Linked DNA regions of Macaca mulatta: region 1 is linked to region 2. A link is a contact called in public Hi-C data. All regions are on one chromosome and are shown on one strand. Each heading gives the region's core, a stretch centred on a gene start, on an enhancer-like site or on the middle of the called end of the contact. The rest is flanking DNA. Distances are from core to core; before and after follow the strand shown. Region 1 holds the start of DHRS1 (dehydrogenase/reductase 1). Region 2 holds the start of IRF9 (interferon regulatory factor 9).

The links. Hi-C and Micro-C count contacts between places; a contact is called where the count stands out from the background.
Region 1: a Hi-C map of liver shows a contact between it and region 2, with 2.8 times the contacts expected there. The contact joins the promoter of DHRS1 here to the promoter of IRF9 in region 2. A contact is called at or near these places in 2 of 14 Hi-C or Micro-C datasets (CD4 T cells and liver).

The regions. Positions count from the first base shown.
Region 1 is chr7:97,415,990-97,423,164 of T2T-MMU8v2.0, forward strand. DHRS1 (dehydrogenase/reductase 1) reads right to left here and starts at 3,004. Exons shown (of 8, transcript NM_001194609.2): 1 at 2,817-3,004; 2 at 379-522; 3 at 150-229. The coding sequence starts at 2,966. It overlaps NOP9 (NOP9 nucleolar protein), which reads left to right and starts at 3,867. Exons shown (of 10, transcript NM_001266256.1): 1 at 3,867-4,183; 2 at 4,390-4,842; 3 at 5,616-5,726; 4 at 5,969-6,110; 5 at 6,232-6,424; 6 at 7,072-7,175. The coding sequence starts at 3,937.
Region 2 is chr7:97,278,140-97,284,614 of T2T-MMU8v2.0, forward strand. It overlaps IRF9 (interferon regulatory factor 9), which reads left to right and starts at 1,560. Exons shown (of 9, transcript NM_001260669.1): 1 at 1,560-1,682; 2 at 2,486-2,666; 3 at 3,305-3,488; 4 at 3,719-3,849; 5 at 4,218-4,296; 6 at 4,400-4,471; 7 at 4,951-5,292; 8 at 6,182-6,297; 9 at 6,457-6,475. The coding sequence starts at 2,487. RNF31 (ring finger protein 31) reads left to right here. Exons shown (of 22, transcript XM_077940761.1): 20 at 206-302; 21 at 582-750; 22 at 860-999. The coding sequence ends at 913.

The DNA.
Region 1 (7,175 bases), core at 1,754-4,253, 140 kb after region 2:
CCAGAGGTAAGTGGGATAAATGGAACAGAAGGGAGAAGAAAGAGATGGGGGAGGCCAGAGGGAAAAGGAGAGGGCATGTAAGGAAAGGCCTGGCTGTTAAGCTGGCTAAGTGAGTGAGGGAACACGGGCCCTGGCAGTGGAGCACCGACCTGAGTCCAACGTTGTTGATATCATCCCACATGGAGGCAGGGGTTTCCCAGAATGCCTTATTCCTGGTGTTCAGGATCGTCTGGAAGGCACAGGGAGGGTGATGAATGATCTGAAGGCAGGGAGGTGTGAGGGGCTAGGTAATGGAAGGGACAATGAGTGGGGATGAAGATGCAGGGATCAGATGGGGAGGTCAGAAATGTGGAGCTGGGACCAAAGTTCAAAGGGTACCTGGACTCCTGCATAAGCGTTGTTGACCAGCACGTCCAGATGCCCTTGCTGTTCCCGATCCACTTGCTCAAACAGGCTTCGCACTTCACTCTCCTGGCTTGAATCGCACACCACAGGCACACATCGGCCCCCGAGGGATTGTGCCTGGAGTAGGACAGGGGATATGAGCTTACATTCACACACGGGTGTGAGTCATGACAAAACTCCCTCAACCAAAAGTGGACTTGAGCACTGAGAAGACAATCCTAGGAGAGCCAGCTGCAGAGGCAACATGGCAGGCAACGCTGCCCTCTGGTGTCTGTTTGAGTAGTTTCAGGAATGATAGGCCTCCCCACCCCAGAACAAGGTGAATTGCAATGTAAGTTTTAATAATCTACAAACATTTACTGAGGCCCACCATGTGGTGTGGAGTGAGGATGTGGAGACTAAAGAGCATTGGTGTTCACTCCTTCTTCTTAATGTACTTCTCAAAGTACCATGCAAGGCATTGTACTTTGCAAGTAGAGGGTAAGAACAAGTGAGGCATGGAGTCTGTTCTTGAGAAATGAGTAAGCATCCTTTTCCTTGTTGTGGTCTTTTCCATCTCTCATGGCCTTAGCTCCCACCCTTCACCACTCACCTAGAACCTCTGCTCAGTCCCAGCTCTCTTACCCTCGCTCCACCAATGCTCCTGCTTGGTAACTGAAAAAACCAAAGCTATCAGCCATGAATGATTTCTACTTCCTGTTCTGTCTCACTCTCTACAAATGCCCACAAACCTCCAACTTCAGAGGAAGAAGAGTCCCTTATCCAAGAACAATCCTCCTATTCTCCAAATTTATGGATCCTCCCCTATTACCCTCCTTGCCTGAACTACTGCAATGCCTCCCAACTACTCACCTGACCTCCAGTCTGTCTGCCTTAAATTAATTCTTCATAATCCAGCCAGTACGAACCATCTAAAACACAAACCCTGTTCAAAATCTCCTAACTGGATCTCCATCTCTTAGAGAATGAAGCCTGAGTTCTCTTCTAGGGTCTTCTAAGACCGACTCTTTCCTCTCCAGCCTCTCACTCACTACTCTTCCCTTGCATTATCTCAACATCTACTCTTTCACACACTGTCCCTATGCTTATGGAGCTCCCTCTGTTGGAAAGGTTTTCCTAACTTCCTTTACCTCTTACCTTTCGAAACTCAGTTCAAGAACCACCTACCTCCTCCAGGATGCTTTCCCAAACCACTTTCCCTAGCCACTCTCCTGTGTCATCTGGATGCTCCCCAACACCCCTAGAGTATTCTGTGCATATCTCCCTCTTACAATTTACCATATTCACATTACATTGAAATGACTGCTTTCTGTACTTCATTTCCTGTTGGAATCTATCTTCATTTTTAATTTTTATTTTTTTTTAAGAGACAAGATCTCACTGTCACCCAGGCTGGAGTGCAGTGGTGCAATCATAGCTCACTGCAACCTCGAACTCCTGGGCTCAAATGATCCTCCTGCCTCAGCCTCCCAAGTAGGTGGTACTACAGGTGCAGGCCACTGTGCCCAGCTAATTATTCAAAAAATATTTTTTGTAGAGACTGGGTCTAGCTGTGTTGCCCAGACTGGTCTCCAAAAGGCTGCACATGTTCTTAATCTTCCTTCAGAAGCACAGAAGGCCCCAGCTCGGGAATGTAAGCCAGCTGATTTTGAAGTCCCTGAAACCTTTTTAAATCGCCTTCAAGACCTGACCTCCTCCTTTCTGAAGGACATTGCAGGTAAGTGATCTTGCTGCCTTGGCCTCCCAAAGGGCTGGGACGCCAGGCATGAGCCACTGTACTCCACCATGGACTGAATCTTTGAAGAGGAGAAATTAGATCTCATTAGTCTTGGTAACTTCCGTGCTTTACCCAATGCCTAGCAAATCATGGATACTCAAATATTTATTTAACTGAAGTCTAGTAAATAAGCAAAAAATGTACAGTTCAATAAAGTCTTGCCTAAAATAGAGGAAAACACAGGTCCACAACCCTTTAGTTACAATTCCAAAATCTCTGCTCTCAAACACAAAGTTCTTTTCTTTTTCTTTCTTTTCTTTTTTCTTTTTTTTTTTTTTTTTTTTTTAAGACAGTGTCTCCCTCTGTCGTCTAGACTGGAGTGCAGTGGCATGATCATGGCTCAACTCCTAGGCTCAAGCGATCCTCCTGCCTCAGCCTCCAGAGTAGCTGCTGGGACTATAGGCACATGCCACCATGCCTGGCTCAAACAAAGTTTTTTCATAAAACTCACTGGGCGGCAAAATTCTACCTTACCTGAAATTATTTACGGGGTTTTAAATTTCCACTTTGAATAAATATTCACATCTTGTTGAGTAGTAGTATAGTTTCAGGTAAGAGATTAGGAAAGGGAGCGGTTAAGTGGAAGGCTCTCTTGGGTGGTTTCTGCAACTGTGGTCCCAGAGGAAGCACTCACCTCCTGAGCAGCAACGCGAAGGGTGTCTAGATGGCGGCCAGTGATGTAAACTGTGGCACCTGCTTTGCAGAGCTGCAAGGCAATGCCACGGCCAATACCCCTGGAGGCACCAGTCACCACACACACTTTGCCCTTCATGGGAGCTGCCATGACTCACAGGCAAAGGAGGAAGGTCTGTGGAAGCAAAGACTTGCTCTGAGGGAAGCCTGGAGACTGTGTGTGTGTTGGGGCGGGGGTCGGGGGGAGGGGGGAGCCTCACTAGGGCTAAGAGGAGGAGCCAAGGTAAGAATCCTTTGAGGGGAGAGGAGTCAGAGGCGGACAACTGGGTGCGGGCCTAAGGGTAAGGGTGTCAGAGGCGGACAACTGGGTGTGGGCCTGAGGACAAGGCTGACTGTCTTTTGGGAGGCCCAGAGAGTGAAGAAGGGGCTGAGTGGGGCTGTCCAGAGGTGGACAACTACTACGACCCTCTGAGTGTGGCTGCCTGGATGGGGGAATCTGGCGCGGCAGCCCCTCGGGGCGCGTCCAAGCAGAGTCCTGGGCTATCTGGGGCTCCGCTCCCTGGCCTGACCCAGTCCGGCTGAGCCAGAGGCGCAGCTTCCGGGCCGGATGAGCGCGAAGCCTGGAGATCCTAAGCCCTAAATGTGAGGCGCGTGTGCCGCTTACCTGCCAGCTGCGCTGCCGCTGAGGTCCTCGCGCCGACTAGCTCGCCATACACGTGTAGTTCGAGAACTTTAATTCCGGCCGCAGGGGCGGAACGAAGTGACTACTACTGGGGCAAATTGCGGGGCTGCGGTGGAAGTCTGGGTTCTGACCCAGATTGAGCTGGCGACGTGGAGGAAGTGTTCAAGGACTGATTCTACAGTAGGACCCGGGGCGATTTTGTGCTGGGGTCGAGGGGCGGAGTCCTGGGCCAAAGTTAGAACCTGAGGATGGGGCGGAGCGATCTGGGGGAAACACCCACCCCACCCGGCTGGGGCCGCGCGTAACTATGACGTAATAGCTGCGTCAGGAGCGCGCCCGCGTTTCTGAACTTGGTTTGGGCCGGGCACACGCTTGGCGACGTTGAAGGTTCGTCCACAGCTAAGGAAACTTTTGCAGCCGGAGAGGTTCCGAAACACACATGGGGCTGGGTCCGCGCTCTCCACACAAGGTGGGGCGCCGGTTCCCAGCTGGTGGCAAACGGGGACGCGGGGCCAAGGGGTCGGGGCGCCCCTTACCCCGCAGTAAGCGGCAACCCTGGCCGCCTCCGGATAGGCGCTCGGAGCCGCCTCCAGATTCGCACCCGCACCTGAGCCCCGAAGCTCTGGGATATTTCCGCCGGGCGCTGTCAGCATTGAAAGAGGCTCCCGAGACTGGGGAAGAACGAGGTAGGCAGCAACTTCGGGGTTTAGACCAAGAGCATCAAATCCAGGGCAGGCAAGGAAACTTTCTGGGGTCGGCAGGGCGTGGGGACTTAGTTTCATTCCCATGTCCTCTTCCTCGGCCTCCCACCCACGACCCTTGGTTAAGTAAGGGTACATAACCATATTGTCTACTAAGTCTCTTCAAAGTGTGTTTTTCTTCACTTTTCCAGATCTGATGGTGCACAATATTATGAAGGAAGTAGAGACTCAGGCCCTAGCTTTGTCCACTAACAGGACTGGCAGTGAGATGCTGCAGGAACTGTTGGGATTCAGTCCCTTGAAACCGCTTTGTCGCGTATGGGCTGCTCTGCGCTCCAACTTGCGCACTGTGGCCTGTCACCGATGCGGGGTCCATGTATTGCAAAGTGCTTTGCTACAGCTCCCTCGATTGCTGGGGAGTGCTGCAGAGGAGGAGGAGGAGCAGGAAGGGGAGGATGGGAAGGATGGTCCCACGGAGACCCTGGAGGAGCTGGTCCTGGGACTAGCCGCTGAGGTGTGTGATGATTTTCTTTTCTACTGTGGAGACACACATGGCAGCTTCGTGGTCAGAACTCTGCTTCAGGTGTTAGGAGGGACTATTCTGGAGTCTGAGAGAGCCAGGCCCCGTGGTTTCCAATCATCTGGTAAGTATTACAAGAGGAAAGTGGACCTAGGGGGAAGAAGAATTTAGAAAGTTCAGAAGGAGACAGTAAACAGAAGACTAAGTCTTCATGGGGGAGCTTGACCTGGAAATATTAGCTTGACCTGTCCTAATCTGAACAGGGCTTAGCAAGCCAAAGATTAGTGTGTGCAGAGGCCCAGAGGTAGGGATGTACAGTTGTGTTTTGGGGACGGCTATTAGAATGGACACAGGAGGAGAAATTTTTCTTTTTAAGCATGACTTAACATTTAAATGGACTCAAGCAAAAGTAACATACATACTGGACTCAAGCAAAAGTTCAGGAAAGAATACCCTTACTACATGCAGCCCACTCTGTTATTATTTTATTTTTTTTCTTTTTCAAAACTTTATTTTGTTCTATTTCATTAAAAAAAAAAAATGCTAGTTGAGACCAGTAACTTGATTTCATGATACAGTCTTGAGCTGTGATCCACATTTTGAAAAACTCTGGGAAATAAAGTTAGCGAGTTTAAATGAGGCTTAATTTTGGAATGCCTTGACTACCTGACTGAGGAGGTTGAACTGTCTTCTGTGGACCATGGGGAAGCTGGTTGAAGTTTCTTAGAAAAATTAAGACAGAAATGTAGTCTCAGTTCTGTCATACAGAAGAGACATTCAGTTGTACTACATCTGTTCTGCATCTCCAAGTGGAATCCTTGTCCATCTATGGAATTTTTCTCTCCTGGGTGACAGTTTGTGATCTCCCCACTGCACATGTTCTTAATCTTCCTTCAGAAGCACAGAAGGCCCCAGCTCGGGAATGTAAGCCAGCTGATTTTGAAGTCCCTGAAACCTTTTTAAATCGCCTTCAGGACCTGACCTCCTCCTTTCTGAAGGACATTGCAGGTAAGGAGGGAAGTAGGAGGAGGGTCTCCCATCTACTTTTCTGGAGGTGATTTTACCACCAAGCAAGGCCCTCTGGTCAGGTTATTCCTCTTCTTTTCAAACCTGGTCTGGTTTGATGTTCAAAGCACTTCGTATAGTCCCTTTGTGTCCATAGTGCCCTGTATCTTGTTGCCTAAAGTTTGAGGTTATGCAGGTTGTCTGGAGTTTGAGAAAGCTGCTTTATTTCTGCCCTCTCTTCACAGTGTTTATCACTGATAAGATCTCCAGCTTCTGTCTTCAAGTGGCTTTACAGGTTTTACACCACAAACTTCCCGAGTTTTGCGCTTATCTCTGCAATGCTGTGATTGGCTACCTGAGTACTCGCAGTTCCTCAGTAGATGGCAGGTATGGTCAGGGCCTCAGGATCAAAGTTGGTGGGGCTGTGTGAAATGAATGAGGTGATGTAGTGCAACTGTATTTTGCATGAAATAGAGTTAAGACTGCCTGATGCCCTTCTTGTCCCCAGTCCCCTACTGCTATTTCTCCGAGATCAGACGAGCTCCAGACTCCTGGAGCAGGTCCTGCTGGTGTTGGAGCCCCCAAGGCTCCAGAGCCTCTTTGAGGAGCACTTGCAGGGGCAGCTGCAGACCCTGGCTGCACATCCCATTGCCAACTTCCCTTTGCAGCGCTTACTGGATGCAGTCACTACCCCTGAGCTGGTGAGTTGGAAACCTGAGCTGGTTCTGTTTCTAATTCTTGATCATTGGACCTTATTTTATGGTCTGTCTGCCTCTATATATCTTTGACATTGTGCTGGCCATTGCCCTTGAAAAGCTATTCCTTGAGGTTTTCCAGAGCTTAGGATAAATTTGCCCATCTTCCAGTGAGGATTTGTTTTGACTTCTCTCAGGTATGAGGACCAGCAAGAGACAGGCTTCATTCAGGTTTACAGCTTGAGGTTCCATGGCCCACCCAGACTCTGGTACTTGGCTCTAAGCCCACATGAGTGCTAGATCTGTTGCCATAGCTGCTCTTTTCCTTTGCTGCTTAGGACTAAGGTGGGCTTCCCTGTGGTTTCATGCATTGGGTGTTAGAGTGGAGGGGCAGGTTTAATTTTAGTCCCCCCTTGCCTCTAGTTCTCCCTTACACATAGGGAAGAGCCACTTAAAGTTCCTTCCTGTGAGGTGGCACCTCTAAGACTGCCCCCTTGTCCTGGGCCTTATCTACCCAAACAAAAGTCCTGATACTGGCAATGCTTTTTATGTTTCATCTAGCATTTTTAGTTGTTTTCACTGGGAAAATTTCTCTGAATAATGTGGTCCACCATTACCAGAATGCCAAAGTTACATCCCATGTTTCCCATCAGCTGTCCCCTGTGTTTGAGGAGCTAAGCCCTGTCCTGGAAGCTGTATTGGCCCAGGGCCACCCAGGGGTAGTCATTGCCCTGGTGGGGGCCTGTCGCAGAGTTGG
Region 2 (6,475 bases), core at 310-2,809:
AGTAGGGACAAGTTCCTGCCTCTGTATCAGATGGTCTGCCGCTGATGGCACCTCTGAGTACCCACCAGCACCACTGGGAAAGCGGGAGTTGCTGTGCTCAGTCCCTTCCTTGGAGGCTGCCTTCCCTACCTTGTGAGTATCCCAGTTCTGGAGCTTTGTGGTTATTGGCCTCCCAACAGAGGCTCCCTTCTTCCCTCACCTTCAGGTGGCTGCCGAGTAATGGAGCAGAAGGAGGTTCCCAATGGGCTCAGGGATGAAGCTTGTGGCAAGGAAACTCCAGCTGGCTATGCTGGCCTGTGCCAGTGAGTGTCAGCAGGACATGGGCATGGTGTTGGGCGGTGGGTAGAAGTGGTGAGGGCATGCCCAGGCAGTAAAGTGGGTCCCTGGGAGCAGTAGGTCTCGCAGTGGGTAGAAGGGAGGAGGCTTTCTGGGCAAGGGCATGGATAGATAGTAGCATGCAGTGTGGGCACAGGCAGGGGTTGTTAATCTTGTTCGTCTAAGTGTCTCAGAGCCCAGCTATGTTGACACACTCAGTTAATATTAGTCAACAGAACAAATATTCTGCTCCCTTTTCTCCCCAGGGCACACTACAAAGAGTATCTTGTGAGCCTCATCAATGCCCACTCTCTGGACCCAGCCACCCTGTATGAGGTGGAAGAACTGGAGACGGCCACTGAGCGCTACCTACACGTACGCCCCCAGCCTTTGGCTGGAGAGGATCCCCCTGCCTACCAGGCCCGCTTGTTACAGGTATAGCCTCCACCCAGCCTCACCTCTGACCCCACCCTACAGAAGTCACCTGGTGCAGGCTGTGTCTGAGCTCCAGGCTCCTAATATCATTACCTTCTCTCTCCTGCAGAAGCTGACAGAAGAGGTACCCTTGGGACAGAGTATCCCCCGCAGGAGGAAGTAGCTGAGAGTAAGGGTCCCGATGAGGGTCCCATGGCCTACTCCCTCAGGAACAGCTCCAGCACCAATAAAGAGGCATCTTACCACCCAGGCTTCTTGGTGGTCCTTCTTCCTGGTGCCACCATCTAGGGGTACCAGGGAAAGAGTGGGGTGAACAGAGCTTTGCTGAAAAGGGCCCCCTGCAACCTAGTGCCTGACCCTCCCTGGACTCAGGACCAGGAAGGAGTTGACACCCTGGATGGTCAAGGGAGGCCCTCCCCATCCAGCCACGTGGCCTGGGCTCCCTCCCTCCCTGCCTCCTTTCTTCCTTTCATCGAATTCGACTGGTATTTGAAGTCACCCAGTATGTATCAGGTGGGCACTGTAGGGGAACACAGATGCACAGGTGTACACAGCAATCCAGAGGTCCCAAGCCTGACTCCAGGAAACTGGCCTCCCTGGGGAAGCCGCAGTGTCACCCAGAGAAGGTCAGATACAAGCAAGAGTATCTGAGGGAGGAAGGGGAATGAGCCAGGATGGAGCTGAGCCGGTAGAGCAGGACCCCCTGCTGCGACAGTGGCATCCTGATAGTGAGATGCTTAGATGCTGCTGCCCCCTGGTGGCCACCAGTTCCCTGCAACTCTGAGACCACGTGATTTCTGGGAAAAGGCCCTCCCTGGAGGAGAACTGAAACTTAGGGTGGGGACTGTAGAAAGGGGTGGAGAGATCAGCCGCCCAGCCAGGAGTTAAGCTGAGGTCGTCTGAGCCCTGCAACAGCCTGGACAGCAACTCAGGTAAGATCAGCCAAGAATGGGAGTCATCCTGGGATCTAGGGCTAGAAAGTCCAGCCAGATTGGGGGTAGGGGGTTCTAGGGGTCCCTCTGCTAGACTGCGGGATAGACAGAAGACCTCTAAGTCAGGAAGTGGGAGATTCAGCCTGAGAATGAGACTGACAAAGGCCAGCACCTCAGACTCTTGTAGGCAAAGGTCAGAAGGACCTCCTGCTGGATTGTTCAGGGAAGAAGGCTCATTGCCCCAGCCTCAGTGGACCATTTGTTTCCTTGCCGTCTGGCCCTGCCCACTTGTGCTGCAGCTCCACCCCCACCCCTGCTTCCTGCCCCACCTACTCCTGGGGATGGCAGAGGGGTGGGGGTCAGAGGCTAGGTTGTGTAGGCTGTGGGGCAGTGGGTGAAGGGCCTGATGCATCTCAGCAGAGCCTGCCTCTGCTGATGCTCGGGAATCTAGACAGGGCCTCTCACCAGGAATGATCACCAAAGGAATTACTTCCTAAACAATACATTTCTGAAAAGTCCTAAAATTAAGACCAATGCCCAAGGTTTCCTTCCAGGTATCACAGCTTAGAATGCTAAAAACAATGTTTGGGTTTTTGTTTTGTTTTTGTTTTTTGTCATTGCTAGTGATGGCAGAAAGGAAACAATTCTGTCTCATAGAGTGTTGAAATGTGTCTAGAGCTAAAAGAAAATGGATGGAATCTCTGGGACCTGTTGCCAGAATCTAGTCTCAATGGCCAGGGTCTCAGGAGATGTTCCCTCCCAAAGTGTCAGTTCTGACGCTTCCTGCTCCTCTTATCCCCCAGAATGGCATCAGGCAGGGCACGCTGTACCCGAAAACTCCGGAACTGGGTGGTGGAGCAAGTGGAGAGCGGGCAGTTCCCCGGAGTGTGCTGGGATGATACAGCTAAGACCATGTTCCGGATTCCCTGGAAGCATGCAGGCAAGCAGGACTTCCGAGAGGACCAGGATGCTGCCTTCTTCAAGGTGAAAGGGCTTGGAAACCACTGTTCCTCTGCGTGAGGGATGGTGTATACACTGGTACACTCACCCTCGAGCACTTGCGTCTACCTGGGTTTCAGACAAGGGAGACATTGGAGAGGAAAACTAGCTGCATCATTTGCAGAGTCCAGTACAAAATGAAAATGTGGAGGCCTTGTTCAAAAATTCTGGGGATTTTGGCCAGGCGCAGTGGCTCACGCCTGTAATCCCAGCACTCTGGGAGGCCAAGGTGGGTGGATCACGAGGTCAAGAGATCAAGACCATCCTGGCCAACATGGTGAAACCCCGTCTCTACTAAAAATACAAAAATTAGCTGGGCCTGGCGGCGCATGCCTGTAGTCCCAGCTACTCAGGAGGCTGAGGCAGGAGAATTGCTTGAACCAGGGAGGCAGAGGCTGTAGTGAGCCGAGATCGTACCACTGCACTCCAGCCTGGCGACAGAGTGAGACTCTGTCTCAAAAAAAAAAAAAAAAATTCTGGGGATTTCAAGATGGCAACACAGAGCACAGACCCTGCATGATCCCTTCTGAGCTTAGAGCTGCACGCCCATAAAGCCAGTCCTGTTGGAGGGGCAGCTGGAGCCTGTAACACACTGCCTCTTTTTCCCTTGCTTTCTTTCCTAGGCCTGGGCAATATTTAAGGGAAAGTATAAGGAAGGGGACACAGGAGGCCCCGCTGTCTGGAAGACTCGCCTGCGCTGTGCACTCAACAAGAGTACCGAATTTGAGGAGGTTCCTAACAGGGGCCGCATGGATGTTGCTGAGCCCTACAAGGTGTATCGGCTGCTGCCACCAGGAACCTTCTCTGGTGGGTTTCCCCTTGCCCAACCACTCCTAGACTCAGCAGACTGGGGAGGAAGGATAGATGTGCGGGCTTCCCCCAGGCTTCTCATAGCTCTGCCTTGTCCGTGCCCTTGGGGGCTGCTACCCAGGTTTCCCTTCCTAGGCTTGCGCATTCTTCACTGCCTCAGACCTCTCCCTTACCCTCTGTCCCTGCTCAAGACCCTGACCTTTCTGTCTCCCTCAACAATTCCACAGGCCAGCCAGGGACTCAGAAATCACCATCAAAGCGACAGCACAGTTCTGTGTCCTCTGAGAGGAAGGAGGAAGAGGGTGCCATGCAGAACTGCACACTCAGTCCCTCTGTACTCCAGGAATCCCTCAATAATGTAAGAGATGGAAAGGGAACTGGGCGGGCCTGAGGGCAGGACAGTAACTAGAGGGAGAGGTGGGCCAATGAAAGACACTGTGTCTTGGGAGGCCAAGGCGGGCAGATCACCTGAGGTCAGGAGTTCGAAACCAGCCTTGACCAACATGGTGAAACCCCGTCTCTACTAAAAATACAAAAATTAGCTGGGTGTTGTGGCATCTGCCTGTAATCCCAGCTACTCAGGAGGCTGAGGCAGGAGAATCGCTTGAACCCAGGAGGCGGAGGTTGCAGTGAGCCGAGATTGCCCCATTGCACTCCAGCCTGGGCAACAAGAACAAAACTCTGTCTCAAAAAAAGAAAAAAAAAAAAAAGACACTGTGTCTGCAGGAGGAGGAGGAGGCCAGTGGGGGAGCACTCCATTCAGACATCGGGAGCAGCAGCAGCAGCAGCCCTGAGCCACAGGAAGGTACCACCTGCCCTGCCTCTTGTGTTGTCCCCCATGCCACACCCTCTGGCCCAAGACTCCCCAGTCCCACTCTGAATGACCAGTGCCTTTGCTTCCCTTCCAGGTACAGACACAACTGAGGCCCCCTTTCAAGGGGATCAGAGGTCCCTGGAGTTTCTGCTTCCTCCAGAGCCAGGTACATGGCATTTCTGACTTTCTCCTGTGCCCTGTGCCCCGAGGTCTTCCACCTTTGACTGTGCATGCATTATCTAGTCAGTCAGGGCTTACAGCAAACTGTGCCCACATTACCATAGCCCAAGGCACTGGTTTCTAGGTGGCGAGAATTCCACATGCCTGGCCAGGCTCCAAAAAGCTTGCTTCCCAAAAATATCACCCTATACACTCTCCTGGAAATCTACATTGAGACGTTGATTTCATTGGGCCAAACAGAGGCCCAATCTCAAGGGACCTTCTAGTAAACTACAAGCCCCTGGTCATTAAACCCTGAGGCCTCATGGTCAATCACATACTAGCTACTTGCCTGAGTGACAGGAAAACCTGAGAAGAAGTCCCCTGGCTGGTGCAGGGAGGGAAGGTGGAGCTATTCCCCTGGGGAGGGGCTGCTGCCAGCCTGCATGCTCCTCCAGCACCAAGTAGGGCTGTTCTATTCCCCAGACTACTCACTGCTGCTCACCTTCATCTACAACGGGCGTGTGGTGGGCGAGGCCCAGGTGCAAAGCCTGGATTGCCGCCTTGTGGCTGAGCCCTCAGGCTCTGAGAGCAGCATGGAGCAGGTGCTGTTCCCCAAGCCTGGCCCACTGGAGCCCACGCAGCGCCTGCTGAGCCAGCTTGAGAGGGGCATCCTGGTGGCCAGCAACCCCCGAGGCCTCTTCGTGCAGCGCCTTTGCCCCATCCCCATCTTCTGGAATGCACCCCAGGCTCCACCTGGGCCAGGCCCACATCTGCTGCCCAGCAACGAGTGTGTGGAGCTCTTCAGAACCGCCTACTTCTGCAGAGGTGAGGCTGCTCTCTCTGGGCACCTGAGCTCCCACCCCCTACCTCTTAGTACCCCCTGGGCCCAACTTGGTGGGTCCTGCCACTTCCCTATCTGCCAGCAGATCCTCCATGTAGCCTATGCATGGCACTCCTGCACTTGTGTGGTGCACATCCTGTGTGGTCATATGCCCAGCCTGGCAGCTACCTGGCAGCTCTCCTCCAGCCAAGACAATGGAAGAGGTGGTTCAGGTAGAGCCCAGCACAAGAGTCTCGTATCTTCAAGAACACCATCACAGTGAAGCATGCAGTCACTATGTGAAGGTGCACAGAAGAATTGGCACAGAGATTTTGAGCTTCATGGTCTTCTCCTATATACACAGATTTGGGAGAGCTGGCACACATCACACACTCTGGCCCTGGCTGCACTGTCTCTACTACAGTCCAGGCATGCCTTAGGGTTGCGCTTCTCTCCCATCCAATTCCAGCTCCTACTCAATTCTAAACCTGACCTTAAGAGTGGGACCAGGTGTACATGGGTGCAGAGTGTGGGTGTTCCCAGCACCATGGGTACCCTAGCACTGGAAGGGTGTGAGCAAGCAGCAAAGGTCTGGGCACATCTGTGTTAGCAGCCAGGGCTGCTGCCCGGGAGGACTCTAAACTCTCCCAGCAGAGAGCTTTTTCAGCTGTGCAGTGATCTACTTCTAAGCACTTATTTGAGGCAGGGGCACCCTTTCCCTATTTGCACACGGGTGAGTAGCATTTAGTTCCAAGTACTTCTGACCTTGCAGCTCCTGCTGTGGCAGGACCCCCTCCTACCTCTCTCCATCATTTGTTTCTCACTATTGCCTCCCTGCCTGTGGCCCTCTCTTCTTTTTGAAATTCTTCCAACCCTTGACCCTTTCTCTTTCAGACTTGGCCAAGTACTTCCAGGGCCTAGGCCCCCCACCGAAGTTCCAAGTAACACTGAATTTCTGGGAAGAGAGCCGTGGCCCCAGCCATACTCCACAGAATCTTATCACAGTGAAGGTGAGCTCAGAGCAGGGGCAGAGTACCCATCTAATGAGAGCGGGGGCAGTGGTACTTCAGGAGGCAAAGGGGGTTTCCTAGTGGGGAAGGAGCTCCTGGGGGTGGTGTCTGTCCCTGATGCACTCACTAAGACACTCTTCTCCATCTCTTCCAATACAGATGGAGCAGGCCTTTGCCC